Regions from separate parts of the Pan troglodytes genome. Here region 1 is linked to region 2. A link is a contact called in public HiChIP or PLAC-seq data. All regions are on one chromosome and are shown on one strand. Each heading gives the region's core, a stretch centred on a gene start, on an enhancer-like site or on the middle of the called end of the contact. The rest is flanking DNA. Distances are from core to core; before and after follow the strand shown. Region 1 has its middle 250 kb from the start of MTERF1. Region 2 overlaps FZD1 (frizzled class receptor 1).

Region 1 (6,702 bases), core at 3,035-5,534, 360 kb before region 2:
GATCTCCAGTTCCATCCACGTTGTTGCTAATGACAGGATCTCATGTTTTTATGGATGAATAGTATTCCTTTGTATATACGTACCACATTTTCTTTATCCATTCATCTGTTGATGGACACTTAGGTTGCTTCCAACCTTGGCTATTGCGAATAGTGCTGCAATAAACATGGGAGTGCAGATCTCTCTTTGATATATTAATTACATTTTTAAAGACACTGTCTCCAAATACAGTCACATTCTGAGGTAGTGGAGATTAGGGCTTCCACACACAAATTTGGGGGGACACAATTCAGTCCATAACAGGAAGGGTAAAGGATTCAGTAAAATAGATATTTCCTTCTCTCCAGACCTGGGTTTCCAGGAGTCTGGGATGACTGACATTTGATGCTGACTTTGTGCTGGGCTATTTGAGGGGAATTTAACAATGGAGAAAAATGTGAGAGGGAGCACTTCATGTGGGGAGAGCCATGCTGTGTAATATGGCTTTGTCAGGAGCCCATTTCCGGATGTTACCTGTGGTGTTTGCACAGCTGTTCTGTCATTGTACTCCTTGGCAGCCTGAAGGCTGATTTCCTGGTGAATTTTCACCTAATTTCCTTTGCATCTGCCTTATAAGTGATAGTTTCATGTCTGAACTTTAAAAATGGCATCAGCCAGAATGCTGATTTATTAATTTACAATGAGAAATGTAATCATTGGGTGGACTGGGTACTCCAGTTTCTTGTCCAGTATGTGCTTTCCCTGCAGGCAAATGTAAGTGGGAAGCCAAATTGTCATCAGAAGGTGGCTTGGTGAGCATGGAATCAGGCCAGGGGAGTTAGGGATGAGATTTGGCATTCCCTTGCTTTTTTATTCTTTGGGCCAAGCAGCGCCGAGCAGCATAGACTGGCAGCACGTGCTGGCTGCCTCTGCCTCTGCTACTCTCCCTGACCTGCCATTGCCTCCTCTGGCAAACTCAGCAAGCAGGACTCAGCTCAACCATCTCTGCCTCGGAGAAGCCTTTCTTCATTTCCCCAGACAGAGGAGGTCTCTCTTCTTCCTTACCCCTGTGGTACTTTATGCTAAGTATGTATTTGGCATCCTGTGTTTTGGTTATTTATTTACTCACCTGTCTTCTCCACTGAACTCAGAGAAACTTAAGTGAAGGGATTTAATTGTGTTTACTGTATACAATGCAAGTGGTCAGTGTTCAATAACTACTAACTGCTTAATAGAAGTTATCATTATGGTAATTCACATTACGGTGGGGGTTTATGTATATTTGTTTTTGTTTTTGCTTTATGTTTTAATACACTTTCCAATAAGTTGCTCATAAGACATGATCTTACATTGCACTAATAGCTATGAGGTGAGATAGGCAGGTAGGCACCAGTATCAGATGACAACATACTTAGAGGTTAAGTGATTTGTCAATCAATTAAAGGCACTTTCCACCAAACCTGCTTATCTTGAGAACTGGGTCTCCTCTCCCCTGAGTTCTCCCTGTTCTTGCCCTGCGGGTTGATACTTAACGGCTTAAGCCTTTCTCCCACATCCTTAGTTTTCCTCTTTCCTCCTCCTTAGGAGCCTGGAGCTCTCTGGGTGCTTGGTATTCTCTCTTTAAAAGGAGCTTCCTTCTCAGCCCTGTCTTACTGGGGAGGATTCTGCACTTGAAAATCCTGCTCTTCCCTCTTTGAGCACCCATTTTCTCCTCATGCATTTCCCTTCTAATTTCCAGGTCAAACTCTGATTCCCTCAGACATTTAGTCTTGTGAAGAAAGCAATGTGATTAAATTTAATTTACACTAAGATGCTAATAACATCCTCAGGGTATTTGCATATTAAGATTTTAAGAGTGAATTCCTTTAGCAATGTTCTGAAAGCTGGCTACATGTTACCATGTTGGCATTTCTCTCTCCCTCTGTGTCTCCACACACACACACACAAAAACACACACATTTAATTTTGTGCGCACACACACATTTAATTTTGTTTACTCCGTATTTGGTAAAATTTCCTGGGCCTTTAGAAGCTATTTCTTTTTTTATGTTTTTAAAAGAAATTTCTATACTTTGCAGTCCAGATGCTACCATGAATTTCTTCAGACCATCAGCAACTAGTCATTATAACCTTTGGGGAGATACAGTGCTTCACCAGTGAGTCATTAGCTTTTGGGCCTAGAGAACAAATCTGAAGGACCTTTTCATATCTTATAATTAAATACATTCTGCAGCTTGCAGATAAACATGCTGATCTGACAGCGAGTTAAGGAGGTTTATCAGCATTTGTGCACCTGCAGTGTTACACTAAAAGACACGACTTCATTAAAACTCACTGTGCTTGTGAGAACAATGAGGACTGGTGGTAGGTGTTAAAAAGAAAGACACTACTAGATGGCGGCCTTAAGCTCATCTTTGAAGGGATGAACTCATTCTATCCGACATGTCCAGCTGTGCAAACAGCAGCACCGAGTGAGCTGCAGTTAGCTTTACTAATACATAGGATTAGAACAGAGGCTGGGCCACATACAAATGATGCGAATGCTTAATATACTTGAACACTATGAATGCTGCACAGAGGGGGAATAAGAGCCCCAGAAGTGACAGAAGATATTTTGCTAACTGTCATAAAAAAGAGTATGTTAGGGCCTTCTAGGAACATTTCTCTTGCTGGTGACTTTTGCCTTTTGAGGCCAGTGTTTTCTTAGATGAAAAAACAATACAAAACATCGATCTCTCAAAAAACTTCACAGGGAAATAACAAGGGTTGCCACAGTTACCATTGTTCTCTCATAAAATTCCAGAATGAGAAAACCGTGGGGTGTGTGTGTGTGTGTGTGTATGTATGTATGCATCTGTGTGTGTATGTGAATGTGTATTTGGGCTTCATCTGCAATAGCAACTTAAGCTCAGAATAAGTGAATGGGTTGTCAAAGTGGGCATTAGCAGTGAGAGACCAAGAGTCTGGACAACAGGGATTCAGTGATTGGGCTAGAAGACCCAGTCATGAAGGACTAGAAAGTGGGTCAAAGGAAGCACAACTCAGGTTCTAGAAGCCTTGGCAATGGATAGAAGCAACACAGGCCTAGGAGCAACACAGACCTTGATACTGATGCTAATCTCGTCTGAGGAAGTGTTAATGGGAGTGGATTCTTTATATGCTTCCTGTCCTTAGTGAGAGCTGTGGGTAGGCTGGGTAGAGCTGAACCAAGCTCCTTCATGGGCAGATGAAAGGGAGGTTGCAGTGGGAGGGAAACCAGCAAGTCCTGAACACTTAGAGACCCATCCCCAACCCTCACAGCACTGCTGTAAGAACTGCAGAATGAAGGACTTCATAACATCTTCTTCCTTATTTCCCTAAGATTTGAAAATGCTAGTTATCCTTAAAAGTTTTCTGAGTAGTGCAAAACATACATAGGTTTATTTCTCTCATAGTATTAGGAGCTGAATATTATAAGTTCCTATGTTCCAGGACCTTAAATGAATGGATCTCTTTGCGAGGTGTCCTGAAACATTATTCTACCACATTTGGCTCATGCAGTCAGAAGAGCCTTTAATATAATACACATAAGTGATCCCAGGAGACCAGGAGTACTTCTGACAATTTCATTGCAGTCCATAATTACACTTTTCCTTATTTTAGTCATGTTTCATGAAACTTATACTATCTCTTTGTCCTTTGCCAGAATGTATGGCAAGAGCTGAAACAATCTGTTTTTTAAGAAAGTTTACTTAGGTAAGATGTGATCATAAGTCAGAGCCAGAGATGAAGTAAAGGACATAACTCCATGTTGTAAATAATCACAGTGGTCTTTTTGGAAACATGAGTAAATTATCTTGTGTAACAACATATTTGCATATTTAGCATCTCTAGATAAACTATAAACTCCTTTAAGAATGCTATTTGCTTCTTTTATATCTCCTATCAATGTAACACAATGTTCAACATGGTAAATGTTCACATTCAGTTACAACTGGTAAATATAAATGAGAAACCCACATAACTAACACACTATGTAAATATGCTCATGAATTTCTCTAAATCATCTCACACTTAGTCAACTCCTTTGGCAATATATCTAGACCTGCCTATTTCATGCATTGCAAGCAATAGAGGTCAGGAATTATTGGCATGTTGGTCAATAAGTTACTGAAGTTAATCTTCATTTAATGAATCATCAGCAAGGGAGCTACACAGATGACAAGTGTTCAATTTTCAGAAATCTCTTGCCCAATCTGTCTCTCTTCCTTCTGTCTTCCTAATTATTGATTTGATGTATGAGCCCCTCCTCCCAATCCTTCAGCCAGCACCCTTGAGAGTTCAGCCTTTTAAAGATGTTCTCATTAGAGTCAGTAATTCGCCATGGCATATTATATACTACCCTGAATATCTATAAAGCTGTTCTTTCATGTTGTACATCCTGGGGTGCTCAAATAATTAATTTCACTAGCTATAAAGAACAATACCTTCTATTGTGAGTGGTAAAAATGTACTATACACAGAGCCAATTGTATGGACATGGCTTGGAGACAAGCTCTGCTGGAGAGTTTCTCAAGAGGATTTTAATGTTGAAGATAGGTAGTTCTGTTCTTGGACCGATATGAAAGCATAAAATAAAGTATAAATGTTCTTTGGAATTAGTCAATTACCAATTGGTCCAAATAATTTCTTTGGGCATTTTTTTCTCTTTCCTCTAATTTCTAAGAGTAAAAATAGTTTATTTAGTATCATTGAAAACTCTTGCTTGGAATAAAGCATTCCAAAGACATAATACCAAGACTCAGGAGAAAATACCAGTGTCTGTTTCTCACAGTCTGATTCAGAACTGTTTAGATTTTAAAACAGGTATTTGTATGAATGCTAAAGACTTTTTAGTTAATTAATATTAATAAAGGCCAGTCATATCCCAATTTAGTTACCTAAAGAGGGGAATAACAATATGCACATTAACATTTTAATTACTGCTAAGTAAAATAAGGACTTCAATTTAGTTTGTGGGAAATCAGTAACAATTTAGATAAATTAAAAATTACCTTTTAAACTTTTGTAGTATAATTAAGAGTCAGGGGTCTCAGATTCAAATTGTAGCTCTGCCAATAACTAAATAGGTGGCCTTGAGTTAAGTCATTTCAGTTAACCTGGCCTTGGTTTCTTCAGTCCTATAAAATAGAGATTAGTTCCTTCCAGTTCTAGTACTCTATGTTTCTTTCTATGATCATCACTTAGACCTCCAATGAATAAATCACTCACTCCACTGGAATAGAAACATTAAGTAGCAATCTTTCTTTTTTCCTTGAATAAATTCTGGGCAAAAGGTATTTATGGGAACAAAGAAATGGATGAATTATTTTCAAAACATATATGTTCCCTTAGATGGAAGAGTTCCTGGGATGAAATTTTAGTTTTATAGGAGACTGGCTTAGGAAACCCAAGACAGAATGTATATCTATTCATTTCTAGGTCATAGTGTGAAAACTTCCATTTGGAAATCTGGGAGCAGTTCTTAAGTCAAAAAACAGACCTGGAATCACAGTATCCATACATACCAGTTGGAGGACAAAAGACATTGCCCCAGAGACCAGAGGCACCAAAATACACTGCACCTAGCTACCTGAGAATGCCTCTAGCTGGCAACTCCAGCAAAGGCCCTTTTCCCCATCCTTGACCATCTTGAGTGAAAGCAAAGAACTGAAAGATTGAAAAATCTGAGACTGAGCGTTCCTTCCTAGAGAGACTCGTACCATATCAACCAGATTGGATATGTATTTATTTTTCTTTTCTGCCATTCAGCATGTGGCAAAGACCCATTTAGTTATAAACAAAATAAAAGAGGTTGTATTTATAAAATTTTGCACGTCTAAGTTGTAGTATGTATTAAGTTTGTATCTTTGTTATATGTGATTCCCTGCTGTGGCCCAGCAGACAATATAAACACTGTATTTTATAGACCCCAAATTTAATACTGGAATCTTAAGCAAACAAAGTCTTTCTCACACATTTTATCGTATTTGTCACTAAAAGTCCTTTGTCTCCAGAACATCAATCTGGGTACTGTTCCTAAGAACCCAATTGGTACAACTTTTTGGAGTTAATAAAATTGTGTTCCCACTGGTTTCCATTGCTGTTTTGTGCACAATTCCCCACTGAGTATTTGATGAATTTCTACTCCTTGGGGGCCCCATTTTTTGTGTGAGTTTGCTGAGGATCCATGCGTCTTGTCACAGGGAGGAAGATGATTTCCTCTGATAACATTCCCCTGGTACCTGAGGAGCTTATCACAGCCCTTTATTTGGCTGTTTCTGTTATGTTGGCATGCGTCCAGAGCAATGGGAAAGAAAAGGTTGTGCTTTTACAGGGAACATTTTATTCCCTCTTGGGAAAAGTGAACATAACTCAATGTCAGGAAGGGAAATTTTTCATTCAGATAAAGAGAATGAACATCCGCCTACCTCTTTTAATAGTTAAAACACATTTACGGTCCGTTTGTATTTTGTTTTCTTGAAGAGCTCAAATTATTTTAGAAAATCTGATTTCTTGAAACCAGACCTGCACCAGCTTGTTTTGTGTGTGAAGAGGGACTATTTTTCATTTCTCAAGAGACCTGTGTGGTGAGGGGGGCCAAGATGGTGAGGTCAGGTTGGATATGGGTGGGTGGGGGAAGATTTCTGAAATAAAGAACCAAAAACTGGGTGCAAGCTGGACTTTCTCCCTAATGAGAGAAGC
Region 2 (6,784 bases), core at 67-2,566:
TTGAGGTAGGAGGGCACCTTGAGGGCGCGCGGGCAGGAGAACTTTCCTCGCTCCGACGCGCCGGCGCCCCCCGGGAAGCCGCCACGGTGCCCTCCGCCGCCGTGCTGAGGGTTGCTGGTCCAGAACTCTGGAAGCAGCGAGGGCGTCGGGGTGCCCTTGTCGGACGTGTTCTGGCCCACGCACAGCTCGCCGGCGCCGTGCACCGGGAACTTCTCGCACTTGAGCGTGTCTGGCCACTGGAAACCGAACTTGTTCATGAGCGCCTCGCAGCCCTGGCGCGCGCGCTCGCACAGGGAGCGGCAGGGCGGCAGCGCCTGCTCTAGCACGGTGCACACGGGCGCGTACATGGAGCACAGGAAGAACTTGAGCTCAGCGGAACACTGCACTTTCACTAGAGGGTAGAACTGGTGCACCTCCAGGCCCGCGTCCTCCTGGTTCGTGTGGCCCAGCAGGTTGGGCATGATGGTCTGGTTGTACGCGATGTCCGTGCACAGCGGGATGGAGATGGGCTGGCAATAGCCGTGGTCCGGGATGGAGATGCCCCGCTCGCCGTTGTACTGCTGCCCGCTCTGTTGCTGCTGAGGCGGCGGCGGCGGTTGCTGCCCCGGCCCGGGCCCCTGGCCCGCCGCCTGGGCCCGGACCCCCAGCAGCAGCGGAGCCTCCAGCAGCCAAAGCAGCAGCAGCAGCTGGCGCGCCAATCGCCGGGGGTCAACTGGGGGGCGGCGGCGGCCACCGGCGTCCCCGCTGCCCTCCTCCGCCAGCCGGGCCGAGAGCGCCCCGGCACAAAGTTCCCAGCTCGCGCCACCGCCGGCGGCCCGGGACTTCTTAGGCGCCTCCTCCTCAGCCATACTTTCTCGGCTCCTCTCTTGGCGCCGCTCCGCTGGGGCTGCCAGGGGCACGGCCGGCGGCGGCTCCCCCTGCGGCCAGGGAGACCTCTGCGCCGGTGCCCTCCGTCGAGCCCAAGCCGCTTTCGGCCCGCTCCCCCGGCTCCTGTTCTGCGTACCGCAGCCGCCGCCGCCGCGGAAACTTGCGATTCATGAAGCGCGGGCGGCGGGGAGAACCCGGGTGGCTCGGGCGCGCCGGGGTCGTGTCCCGCCTTCCTGGCCCTCGGCTCGCTGACTCCCGGCTGGCGGCGCCGCGCTAGTGGCCGCGGCCCCGTAGAGAGCGCAACTCTCCGCAGCCCAGCGGGCTCGGCTCCCCCCTGCGCCTCCGCCTCCTTCTCCGCCGCCGCCGCCTGACCATTTGTGTCAATCCCTCAACTCGCTCCCTCTCCTCTGCCTCGCGCGCCCTCGGACCGGTTTCCAGGCGCCCCGCAGTCTGTCTTTCACCAGGAGGGAGGAGCCTTGAAACCGACGCAGAACTGGAGGCTCAGGGACCGTCGCCCAATCGCGGCTCCGGCTTCCCGGCGCAAAGGGAGCCGGCCGCCTCCTCGCCAGAGCTAAAGCCAGCGGCAGGCGGGCGGGGTAGGAGGAGGCGGGAGGAGGAGGAAGTAGTAGTGGTGGCACTACTCAGGCACAAAGAGTAGGATTGCTCTGAAGCGGGACAGGCTTGGTTGCTTTTGCTTTTTCAGAAGAAAAAGGCGAGGATACGTAGGAGAATGGTCCCATATGCTGCTGGAGATAATGAATAGGAGTCAGAGGACCGCGGGACTTCGCTTTTCTTTTCTTTTATCCATTGTCATGTTTAAAAATCCTGCTCTTAACGCTGGTTACCAACAGCAAACCGGGTTCTGCTTCCAGAACAGATGCCTTTGACTTAAGGAGCGCACGGTTTCCTTTGAGTTTGTGTCTGTCGAGGTTTTGTTTAAAATATTACATTAATAAATCCTCCAGTTCGCAAGCTGGGCTTGGCGGGCTTTGGTCGCGCCATTTCCCCAGAGGAGACGTTCACGGGATCGCTGTCAAATGAAACAAAACACAAACTTTGATGGAATTTGGAAAGTAAAGCCAGATGCGCCTTCTGCTACTATCATTCTTCTTGGAGTCAAACTCCTTTTTTTCCGCCTCTTTAATCAAGTCAGAAACAGAAGCAAAAGAAAACTATCCATTAAATTTTTGGAGAGAAAAACTTAAGAACCCGACGACCGAGGCAGTGGGGGCGCCTCTCTGGGATCGTCCTCGCCGCTCCAGACCGCAGAGGTGGCGCCGGCGGGAGCTGCACTCGCCGGCAGCCTGGGCCCTTGGGGAGCCTTTCTAAACCCTGGGGACGCCCACGGCTCCGATGGGAACTCCTGGGACCTGGGCCATTTAGGTTCCACAGGCTGGGCTGCAGAGCTGGAGACGCCAGTTTAATAAACAAAACAAACAGTCTGAAAGCAAACAGCGAACTGCACATTCTCTTCCTAATTCCAAAACAACATAATCCGTCTCAACAGACGCACATTAATGTTGTTTTCCTTGTAAGATTATTTTAAATGATGGTTTGACTATGTAATTCAGTTTTATAAGAAAAGTGCCATTGGACTATTAATTCTTCAATTTTTTTTTTTTTTTGCCTGTGATCAGACTCTATCTCAGCGTACTTTTCACCTATTACTTTCTATCATTCATTTACACATTCATTTGTTTAATAGATACCAACCACCCATTGTGCTATAAGCACTCTTAGGTCGTAGAGTATAAAATGAAGGAGACCTGTGCCAGCCTTAGAGAGGGGCATAGTACAGTGAGGCACAGAAATGCAAATCACTTGTTACAGTGTCCATCCCAAAGCCAAAAAGGCACATAGAAAGCAACCAGCTCAGATGAAATGGGGTTCTGACGGAGAGGTAGGTGCAAGGTGCAAAAGATTAAAGCTCAAATTCACTTGAATTGCTGAAGGGGGCCAGAGAGGTGAGTGTAGCTGAGGCACTTTGAGGGGAGGCAGGAGAAAAGGTTTTAATCCAGACTAAAACGTTTGGGCCAAATTATACAGAAAATAGAAAACTATTGAAGGTCACTTTCCCCATATAAGCAGGGAGTGATTTCAGGGTGACTGAAAGAGGGCACCTGAGGCAGGCTGTCATTAGGAAGCTTTAACATTCATCTACACATAAAGGTTACTACTTAGATGGGTGTTACTTGTACTACATGCTAACAAGTCTCTGAGAATTTCACTACCCAGCATGTTGGTGTCTATAAAGAAGGTGCAGTCATATCTTTACCTGCTAAAGCAAAATGACATCTGTTTGTCTCAGATACATATGTTATTGTTTTTCAAATGTTTATATAAGCAGTACCTTCATAAAATGCATTTTTGCTTTAAAGTATTTCTGATTGCTAGCATTTTTTTAAAGCAACAGGTACTAAATGTACAATTATGTGAGCATGTGTACGTGTGTTGACTGTAATTTATGACACATTTTGATATTGAAAAGGAGGTTGGGAAGCACAGCTCTCTGAAGTCCTTTGAACCGTTCAATAAGTGTTCATTTTCACTCTAGCATCCTGGCCCCCAGGCTCCCAGGGACACTTTTTCTCTAGCCTTTCCACTCTGATGCTCATTCCTCTGCTGATAGTATCCCATGTTTAGGAACTTTATCAAGCCATCTCTCTCCTATCACTCCTGTCTTGGAAAGATTTAACCTGTCTTGTGTTCTATTCTCTGAAGTCATTCGAGCTGACTAGGCTGAGTGAAACGTGAATTTATTCTGATGTGTTAATTACCAAGAAGCATCACATGTGTTAAACATCCATCCATCCCTACCATCACTCCAAATCCTTCTCCTTCTCCCCTAAGGGGTTGGGGCACAGAGATATGGCAGAGCACTCAGTTCTGTTTCTCAGAGTAGAAGACACTCTCTTGCTTCAAAAGTTGTTCTACTGAAATTCTTGAACTTGTTTTATGTTTCACCTGACAGTGAAGTTTACTACGAGGAGGCTCAGAAGTACAGCTAGAGTTAGAGAGAGAGAGAGAAAAAATGTCATTCTTACCAGATTATGAAACTGGAAGCAACCAAAAATGTCATCTAGAAATGAGTTAATTTTCTGCAATCTACAATTAAGAATATTGGACCCAGAAATATTAAGGGATGTGCCTCACTTTAAATGGCCCTATTTGGCTTGAATTTCATTAGAAGCTTATTTTAATCCTTCTATGTTATTTTAAGTAGCTATAGTTCTTTTTATCTTTTTTTAAAAGTTAGTTTTCTGTGGAAGTTCTCCCTCATAGAATGTATAAATAAAAGACCTTATAACATTTTAAAAAAATCATTTTCTGAGAGTTGTCTTTCAAAGTTAAAAAAAACCAACAAACTTGATTTTCATTTATTATACAAATACAATATTTAATTTATCAAAACTATGTAATACAGAGGAAGGTACTAAAATCAGAAACAATTCCGAGTTTTAGTCAGTAATAACCAGGGTCATGAAAGGAGGTCTGTTGGGGGAGGTAATGAAGGCAATGGGTAACAAAATATTAGAAGACAAATATGAGCAGTGTATTTTAACAGAGTATAAAATGTAATATTTTCTCAAGATGTGGAAAAGTTTGAGATCCACAGATAAAAATTACTAAGTAAGTATGAACTATTATGAACTTGGTAATAAAAATATTTCAGTTAGGTCAAAACTATAAAAATAACCCAATTCTTCCTTGATACTGCTTTGTCAAGCATCAGACTCAGTCAAGTTTTCTTATATCAAAGATCTTGTTTTATCAGGCCTTTCCCAAATCTTCTGAAGTTTCTCCAGACTGCTTATGTCAGGTTGAATGTGGATAATTAGCAGGGATGGAGATCCAGTTCCAATTACATATAGTTGAGTGTACACAGACACACAGGCAGTTAGGTGAACGCTCCATGTGCAACCCAACCTGAAGGATCTTAAGCTTTTAGGTGAGTTGCTTTTTTGCTGGCTTGTGGGTGGCTGGCTTGAATTGTCTTTGTTGAAGAATAGAGATTAACACAGGTTAAGACTATATTTTTGAACACCTACTGTGTATACTTGGTGTTATTTTGCACGATGTATCCATACGTTGTGTTGCTTAAACTTTGAGGAAGGTGCTAATTATCTTATCCCTTTTTTTTTCTTTTTCTTTTTTTTTAGAGACAGGGTCCCATTCTGTCTCCCAAGCTGGCATGATCATAGGATCATAGTTCGCTGCAGCCTCAAACTCCTGGGCTTGAGCAGTCTTCCCACTTTAGCTTCACTAGTAGCTGGGACTACAGGTATGCACCATCATGCCCATCTAATTTTTTAATTTTTTGTGGAGACAGGGTTTTGCTGTGTTGCCCAGGCTGGTCTCAAACTCCTGGGCTCAGGCTGTCCTCCCACTCAGCCTCCCTATGTTATCTCCTTTTGATTGATGAAGAATTGAAGGCTCAAAACAATTAAGTAATTTGTACAAGATCCCATAGCCAGTAAGTGCCAGAGTGGGGCTTGTGTCTGACCAAGGTCCATGGACTTCCAGTTAGTAACACTATGTGATCATGTCCACTGAAAAAATTGTAGAAGAAAATGTGGTTTCTGGGAGCACACCAGATGATTGCTCGGTATTTAACATAGTTTTCTATACCAGGATATATATGCTAGGGGCTTAAATGCTGGGATTCACTAATGAGTTAGACCAGCATTTTCCAAACTGTGTTCTGTGAAATACAATATCTTCTCCAAAGGCATTCTGTGAAATAAATTTGTTCAAATAAGTTTGGAAAAAGGCCATATTCTATGTCCTTATTGGAGATTCATATTAGCCTAATATAATCTCTGAGAATTGCTGAGCTTAAGAACCCTTTTAAACTTTTTTCTTATTTAGTATTTCCCACATTTGGAATATACATATACATACACACACTTGGAATGCACACATGTATATACATACACACATACATAGACACACATATATATTACACTGCATCAATATTTTGCTTGACATTAATGCTCTGTGAGATTCAACTTGAAAAATGCTGAATTAGACCTACTATATTTTGAATTTTTATTTTATAAGGTTGGACTCTCACCCTATATTACTTTTGAATGTCAGTTGTAGAAAGTGAGAACTTGGCCTGCTATGCTTTGAGTTCCTGACTCTTCTTGAATTCCTAGTGAAGGGAAGTTGATTGCTTAGGGAGCTGATGGTGGTAGAGAAAACTCAGACCATACTATTCCCTTCTTTCTGGGTGGCACCACCTAGGGGTCTATTATATTGTCTTTGTAGAGACACATTAGGTATAACTCTACTAAAGCTTTCAGCATAGTTCTCTATTTCATTTCTTCTTGAATTTCCAACCCAGAAATTACTACATAAGCTATTTCTTATTTTCCATAACATCTGTATTCTTCTGCAACAATTCTAAAAATGAATGTCTTTTCTTTCTTTGTTTTTTCTTTCTTTCTCATACAAATCTGCTCTCGACATTGGTAAAATAGTTATTGAATTCATTCACACACAGAGGCTCAATTTGTAGACTCTCTTTAAATATATATATATATTTATTTATCTATCTTTCTGTAAAACCACTTATCAAAAGAGATTTTCAGTGTGATTACCTTGACTTTTATCTTATAGAGTACTTACAGCTGATTGATATTAAGATCCTGATTGATATTAAGATCCTGAACTAACTTATTATTTGAGAGTCAGCCATAATTTGTTATAATTTACATTTTAAACATGGCAAGACTCAAAGATTTAATATAAAGGAGTGGCTCAGTAGTTCTAAATATGAATCATGGATTACTTGTACACAAATCTCACAAAACACATTTTTTATTTAAAAAAAAAAAAGAAGTATGAAAGGGGAAAAATCACCATCACTGAATTTTCATCAAGGTAGGATAATAATTAACCCAAATTTTCTTGT

Evidence for each region. HiChIP or PLAC-seq counts read pairs in DNA pulled down with a chosen protein or histone mark.
Region 1: a contact with region 2 is called in an H3K4me3 HiChIP or PLAC-seq map of stem cell-derived excitatory neurons, with 13 times the contacts expected there. The contact joins two enhancer-like sites. A contact is called at or near these places in 1 of 7 Hi-C or Micro-C datasets (stem cell-derived neural progenitor cells) and 1 of 1 datasets of contacts at active chromatin or transcription factors (stem cell-derived excitatory neurons).

The regions. Positions count from the first base shown.
Region 1 is chr6:101,007,418-101,014,119 of NHGRI_mPanTro3-v2.0_pri, reverse strand. No RefSeq gene overlaps it. Among named protein-coding and RNA genes, the nearest start is that of MTERF1, 250 kb to the left of the region's middle. Within about 2 kb of position 4,284, at least 1 of the 24 cell types and tissues checked has an H3K27ac peak or open chromatin away from gene starts, as enhancers often do. A contact at or near this core is called in stem cell-derived excitatory neurons, where this site is marked.
Region 2 is chr6:100,642,598-100,649,381 of NHGRI_mPanTro3-v2.0_pri, reverse strand. FZD1 (frizzled class receptor 1) reads right to left here. Exons shown (of 1, transcript XM_016945222.4): 1 at 1-6,784. The coding sequence starts at 848. Among named protein-coding and RNA genes, the nearest start is that of FZD1, 3.7 kb to the right of the region's middle. Within about 2 kb of position 1,316, at least 21 of the 24 cell types and tissues checked have an H3K27ac peak or open chromatin away from gene starts, as enhancers often do. A contact at or near this core is called in stem cell-derived excitatory neurons, where this site is marked.